2 separate regions of the Zea mays genome follow, and region 1 is linked to region 2. A link is a contact called in public Hi-C data. All regions are on one chromosome and are shown on one strand. Each heading gives the region's core, a stretch centred on a gene start, on an enhancer-like site or on the middle of the called end of the contact. The rest is flanking DNA. Distances are from core to core; before and after follow the strand shown. Region 1 holds the start of LOC100274833. Region 2 has its middle 54 kb from the start of LOC109944567.

Region 1 (3,449 bases), core at 536-3,035, 150 kb after region 2:
AGCAGTCGGAGCGGCGCTGTCCTCTTGTCAGACCGGTCAGTAGGGCGGCGAAGTGACTGCGGTCACTTCGGCTCTGTCGACTGGAGGACGTGCGTCAGGATAAAGGTGTCAGGCCACCTTTGCATTAAACGCCCCTGCGATTTGGTCGGTCGGCGTGGCGATGTGGCCAAGGTTGCTTCTCGGTGAAGACTGGGCCTCGGGCGAGCCGATAGTGTGCCCGTTGCTGGAGGGGGGGGGTCCTCGGGCGAGACGTAGGTTCTCCGGGGTCAGCTTCCCTTGCCCGAGGCTAGGCTCGGGCGAGGCACGATCATGTCCCTTGAATGGACCGATCCTTGACTTAATCGCACCCATCAGGCCTTTGCAGCTTTGTGCTGATGGGGGTTACTAGCTGAGATTTAGGGGTCTTGAGGGTACCCCTAATTATGGTCCCCGACAATTTGACTCTCTATTTACCTTTTCATAAAGATTATATTTTATATGTAGCATCTACACTCCAACAGATTAGAGCAACTCCAAGAAATTAGCTAAAAAGACTAGCCAAATTTACTGATTTAGCTACTCTCTAAAATAGATTTTAGAGAAAAAGTGTAGGCTAATCCAACAAACTCGGTAAAACCTACGGACTGAATAGAGAGTGAAGCAGGCTATCCAAAATTGGAGAGCGAAGATAGAGAAATAGAGAGCCACTAAATTTGAAGAGTCGTTTACAGAGTCTATTGGATACAATTTTCTTTTAATATTAGCTAAATTTACCTTTACAAAACCATATACCTAGTCTCTTGGAGTTGCTCTTATCTATCTAGTTTGGCTAGTTAGGTGGGTAGCCAAATTTAACTAGTGAGGGAGTCAATTTGAAGAGTCATATAGCTAGTTTGTTGGAGAGTTATTTTGCTGTTGAGTAGCTAAAATTTGGCTTGGCGAACCATTTAGCTAGTCTTTTGTAGATGCTTTTATAGTTAACTATATGTAACATAGAAATTGTTAGCTATATTACTCCCTCCGTCCAAATTAAAAATTGTTTTAGGTTTCTAATAAGTTCGTACAATGATATCACTTATGTGTTTTATCTATTTATCTATTCATCATTAGAATAGATACATTAAAAATAACTCTCTCCCGTGTGAGGCGTGTCCACCATTGCCATTTGCCGGTAGGGAAAACACGTTTTGCAGTTAAGCCCTGGGAGAAGGTGGTAAGCCTATTAAATCCCTCATCGTCGTCCCCTGCCAGCTGCCCTGCCTTCTCTCTCCTGTGCAATCTTCTCTCTCGGTATCCCTACCCTTCTTCAATCCCCAACCAAACCCCTCCTCTCCGCTCTCACTCTCGCCCGCGTCGCAATCATTCTCGTGGGGGCGGGGGGCGCTTTAATCCCTCCCCGGATTTCTGTGGCGTCTGCTCCCTCCACCCGGATTCCGCCAGGATTGAGTTAATCGCATCGCATCCTCTCTCTTCCTCCCCCCGATTGTTCCATCTGGGTCGCGTTGCTTCTTTCTTCCCGATTTGCCGCCGCCATCCACGTCTTGCAGGAGTAGGACTCCGCCCTGTCCGTCCTATCCACCTGTCCTCGCTTCCGTCCACGCCATCGCCGCGCTCTCTCTCCCTGCTGCTGCTTTCTTGGGCCGGTCCGGGGCTTCGTCCCTGCCGGGCGTAAATGCGCGTCCGTGCAGCGGATCCCAGCCTTCGCCGCTCCAAGTCCTGTCCTCGTCTGATTCCAACTAGGAGCAGGAGGAGGAGAATCTTCTGCGCATGCTAATCCTAGCAGCGGTGGCCAGAGATGACGAAATCGTTCTGACTTCACCTGCGCTGGCGGCTGCTCAGCTCCGAGCCCCGAGTACTGAGCCCCTCCACTGCTATGGACATCTTCTTGATCCGCGCCTGTCTCCTCCGGCTGCTGCTGGTGCTCTTCGCCGCCGCCGCCACCTCTCCGGCGGCGGCGCAGTCGCAGCCGCCGTCGCCCGCCAGGATACTCGACGCGGCGCTGCAGGACTACGCGTACCGGGCCTTCGCGCGCCCCCGCACCGGCATTGTCTACAACGCCACGCTCCCGGGCAACCTCACCGGCATTGCCGTCTCCGCGGTCCGCCTGCGCAGCGGCAGCCTCCGCCGGAAGGGCTTCCCGGGCTACTTCCAGTTCGGCGTCCCCACGGGCGTCGTCGTGCAGCCGTACGTCGAGCGGGTGGTGCTCGTGTTCCACGACCTCGGCAACTGGTCCGACCACTATTACCCGCTCCCCGGGTACACCTACCTGGCGCCGGTGCTCGGCCTGCTGGTCTACGACGCCGCCAATCTTTCCGCCGCGGGGCTGCAGGAGCTCAACGTCATCGCGTCGGGCGGCCCAATTTCGGTGCGCTTCGGCGGTAATGTCAGGGCGGTTCCGGCAGGCAGTGCAGCGCCAAGGTGCGTGGTGTTCGATTTGGATGGCGTGCCGCAGTTCCGGGACCTGGAGGCAACCGATATGTGCTCGACGTATCGCCAAGGGCATGTCTCGATAGTGGTGAACTCCAGTGGGATTGCTCCTGCTCCACCTCCACCTGGCGCGATAGCCCCGTCGATTCCGACCACTGGAGGAAATACCAAGGGAAGCTCAAAGGCGTGGAAGATTGCCGTCAGTGTGGTTGGTGCTGCCGTAGCACTGGGTCTCATGGCTGCGCTTCTGCTGTGTTTGGTGAGGCATAAAAGGGATAAGAAGCTTCAGGTGATGGAACGGAATGCGGAGGTTGGAGAGACATTGCGGATGGCGCATGTTGGGCGGACACAAGCACCGGTGGCGTTGGGGACACGGACACAGCCGGTGATTGAGAACGATTACACCGCATAGTGGAGTTTTGGGGTCTTCTGCATGATTCTACTAACATGAAGACATCACCATGGTGATGGCTGGAGATGAGATTGTCCATTGGTTGCTTGACGCGGACAGTTTTCCATATCAGCAGAGGGCAACTGCAGCTGCTAATTTTCAGGTCCAAGGTTCAGCTCCATGAGGGTTCAGCACATTATTTTGGTGGGTTTGTTGTGATGCTCAAGTTTTCTACTGCAAGACAATGGCTATTGTTTGTTCATGTTCATATGTGAGGAGTTCCTTTTCATTTCCAAGCAAGCAGGCAGTGTTGTGGAAATCTTATTCCTATCAGACTTGGAGTCCTCAGTTATTCTTTTGGGGGTATCTGTATTCAATAGAAAAACAGGCTTGGCAATGGAGCTGAGGTAACATTCATTGCACATTGCGATCACGCAGCATGAGTCAGGCGGATTCATGCTGTGCTGGAGAAATTCATTCATCCAGCTTCAATAATTCGATTCCATTTCTTTTTTTTCTTCTTCTTCTTGGTTTCATGTTTAGACAACTGCTAAGATGATGTAGTGCTGCACATGTTTACTGCTTATCTGTTGTTGTGGTAGTTAGTCTGATTGTGATCATCTAGATTTCTGGACATTTATTTTACATCCGT
Region 2 (3,369 bases), core at 339-2,838:
CCATGGCGGCCACGGCAGAGTGGAGGACAAGTTTGAGGGGCGCGCGCAGGGACGAGCTCGGCGCGCAGAGAGCAGCGCGATCGGCCGAGCAACACCGGCGAGCCTGCGACGCCAGGGAGCAGGGAGCGGCTGCCAGCAGGGGGAAGCCGCCATGGATGAGCAGGGCGCGAGCACGGAAGGATGAAGCTCGGCACGGCGGCCATGGCAACGGGCAGAGGGAGGGAGAAGCAAGAGGCAGCTGGGCTTAGAAAAATGTGCACATAGGGAAGAACGGAACGCGCGCGCAGGGGCGAGCTGAAGCAGGAGCAGGGCCGAGCGCCGGCCATGGAAGGACCTCAACAGGGCGCAGCTTGAGGATGAGCAGAGGAAGAGAGAAGCATGGGGCGCCATGGCTGGACGCGCGCAGGGAACTTGGACCAGGACGGCGGCGCATGGGAGCCCTAGGGCGCGCGGCACATAGAGCTCCAGGGCGCGCGTGCTATGGAGATCAGGGGAAAGGGGCTCGACTGGGAGTTGGGGCTGGGCGCGGTCTGAGCTCACAGCAGAGGAACTCGACCGGTTGAGGGGAGCGGAGGGTGGGCGAGCACAGGGAAGAGGGAGGTGAGCAGAGGATGGAAGCCAGCGACACACAGAAGATAAGGCCTCCAGCCGTACGTGGTAAGAAATCAGAAGGGGAAAAGAGAGAGCGGTGAGGATAGGGATCGGCGAGATCTCTTTTTTCCATTTTTTTCCCAGAAATCACAGATATTTCGGATTAAGAGTTTTAGCGATAAATAAACAGTCAACTATACGGACTATAAATTTCATTTTCCGAATCACGAAACAGAACATCAGAGTAATAACGGTTCTGACTAAATCTTGTTTGGATAGTTTTCGTGACTATCCAGGGCACGATGTAAACGGACTGAACCAGAGTACATCGTATGTGACATTTTACTCTAGGACTGATCCCTATTGAAATCGACCTGGTTAGCAATTATTCGATTTCGACTCTAGTTACCTTCGTCCGATTTAGTTTGCATCACTTCTATCGTCGAGTTTCAATTAATTTGTTCGGGATAAGAGTCAGAGGACTGGACCAAATTTCCAAATTCGTATTTGCGCGAGCGATGAACCTTAAATAATCACCGGACGCACCGATTTTCAGAACAACAATGTTCCGAACATCACGAAAATTTAGGAAGAGCCCGGATAGATAAAAACGATATCGAACTCGTGACAGACGAAACAGATGCAATATTAAAATCGCGATAGACGTAGATGATTAAAATTTAATATCTGTTTTATCCACTGATATTACGTGCTTAAATCCATACTCGTTGTCGAGCGGAATATAAACACCAGGGGTGTTACATTTATTTTGTTATTCGACTAATATAATCCTATTAATTGAACTTGCTTAAGGGAAAAGAGGATCAATTAATCTCCTTAGGTTTCATAATCCTAAAACATTATCATATAGATATATTTATTTATTTGTTTTATTATTTTCTCTTATACTAGTTTTGGGCTATACACCGGGGCGACGTCGACGCTGCACTGTGTGCAGGCACGCGCCCGCGCCCGAGTGGCGGCTGGGAGAAGCCGTGGGGCTGGGGCGGGCCCCACATGCAAGTGAGAGAGGGGAGGGAGTGAGGCGCGCGGCTGGGTTGACGGGCCTCGGCCTGGCCGAGCATGTTAGGGATTTCTTTTTAAAGAAACTATAAATATATTTAAATACTTCCAAATTATATTAAACTCACCAATAATATTTCAGTAAAATAAAATACATTATAAATAATCTTTAGGCAAAATTTCTATTATTTAAATAGATTGGGCTTCACAAAGAAGATAAACTAAAATAAAGGTGTTACAATTCATTAACAAACAAAGAAATCATGCACTTGACATGAACGCATCAATCACTTAGTAGATTTTAATCATCACAAAATTTGTTTAATCTCAGTTATATCACCATATTAATTATTTAAAAGTATTTTCTTCCTAATGATAATGAATTAAACTAGATTGTTTTAACTGATGGATTTAAGGTGTTACAACTCCTTTGTGGAAGAGATAGCAACACTTAGACAAAATCGTAGTGTACGCTCGCATTTAGTTATTTGCATAGGTTTTGTTTAAGTGAACTATTATTGGCCTATCAAAGCGTGAGAAAATTACAAGTCCTAATTCACCCCCTCTTAGGCGTCTTTATTCCTTACAAGTGGTATCATAACCCGATTTAGCTCATTAGGAATCTTTTGGCTTAACCTTCATTGAGTCGACGCTAGATAAGAGGGAAGGGATGTGTCGGTACCCTGAATCAGGGGTACCCTCTTCTATGGTATGAAGGCGCTGCACCCGCACGACACCCCCGGGTCATACGGGGAGTGGCACCCGACCCCACCACATGGGCAGGCCTAAGGGCACCACGTGGCGAGGAAGGATAATACATCCCGGGAAGCGCCGTTGGGTCCGGTCCTCCGTAGAGGGACACCGGACCCCTGTGAGTACAAGTTCGGAGCTCCCGAGGAGACATGCCGGGTCCCCCCGAGTGAGGTCCGGGCCTTAGCAAGGTCCCGGGATGGAGAGGACCCTGGCACAAGCAAAGGTCCGGTGCCGACACGTGTCCAGGCCTTGCCGTACGCTCCCCGCTCAGGCGGAAACCCGCCGTGGCCGCGTGGCTTGTGACATAACCCAACGGGCCAAGCCTGACGTAAGGCCCATACAGCTGTGCAGTCTTTGCATTTATTGCGGAGAGGACGCGCCGCCTGCCACCACGCCGACGGACGACGCACCCTCTCAGCATTTAATGTGTCCTGTCCAATCCACCGGGGGATGGCGTCAGGGTCACCCAGCAGACGGCACGCCTGACCAGTCTGTCGGCGAACGGTGCGCCCGTGTCGAGCGGTGCACAGTACTCATCATCCCTTCTACAAGAAGCTTCCCCTGCACGCCGAAGATACGGAGATCTCCGGCGTCAGGGCACAAGAAGATTGCCCCAGCAGCAAACATTGGTGGCTCCAAGCGCTATATTCTTTATGTCCCTGGTCACACATGTCGGGGCCCAGTACCTTTGTGCATGCCCCCCTTCAGCTATAAAAGGGGAGGCTCGTGACGTTACACACAGGCTCAATCTTTTAGACCCAATCTTAGACTCACAAGCTCATACAAGCTCACGAACAATACATCACACAGTGGAGTAGGGTGTTACGCTCCGGCGGCCCAAACCACTCTAAACCCTTGTGTGTTCTTGTGTTCTTCCCGTCTTCTCGACTAACAAGCAAAACGCCTAAGCCTCTCCTCATCTTAGGATTTAGGGCAGGTGCACTCCGCCACCCGGCCGGAGATTTGCTCTCCGACATTTGGCACGCCAGGTAGGGGGCTAGG

The links. A called contact is a pair of places that touch in the nucleus more often than the background predicts.
Region 1: a Hi-C map of leaf shows a contact between it and region 2, with 6 times the contacts expected there. The contact joins the promoter of LOC100274833 here to the enhancer-like site in region 2. A contact is called at or near these places in 2 of 25 Hi-C or Micro-C datasets (ear and leaf).

What each region holds. Positions count from the first base shown.
Region 1 is chr2:155,968,585-155,972,033 of Zm-B73-REFERENCE-NAM-5.0, forward strand. It overlaps LOC100274833, which reads left to right and starts at 1,786. Exons shown (of 1, transcript NM_001149100.2): 1 at 1,786-3,191. The coding sequence starts at 1,853. The coding sequence ends at 2,818.
Region 2 is chr2:155,818,948-155,822,316 of Zm-B73-REFERENCE-NAM-5.0, forward strand. No RefSeq gene overlaps it. Among protein-coding and RNA genes, the nearest start is that of LOC109944567, 54 kb to the right of the region's middle. Within about 2 kb of position 1,589, at least 18 of the 20 cell types and tissues checked have an H3K27ac peak or open chromatin away from gene starts, as enhancers often do. A contact at or near this core is called in ear and leaf, where this site is marked.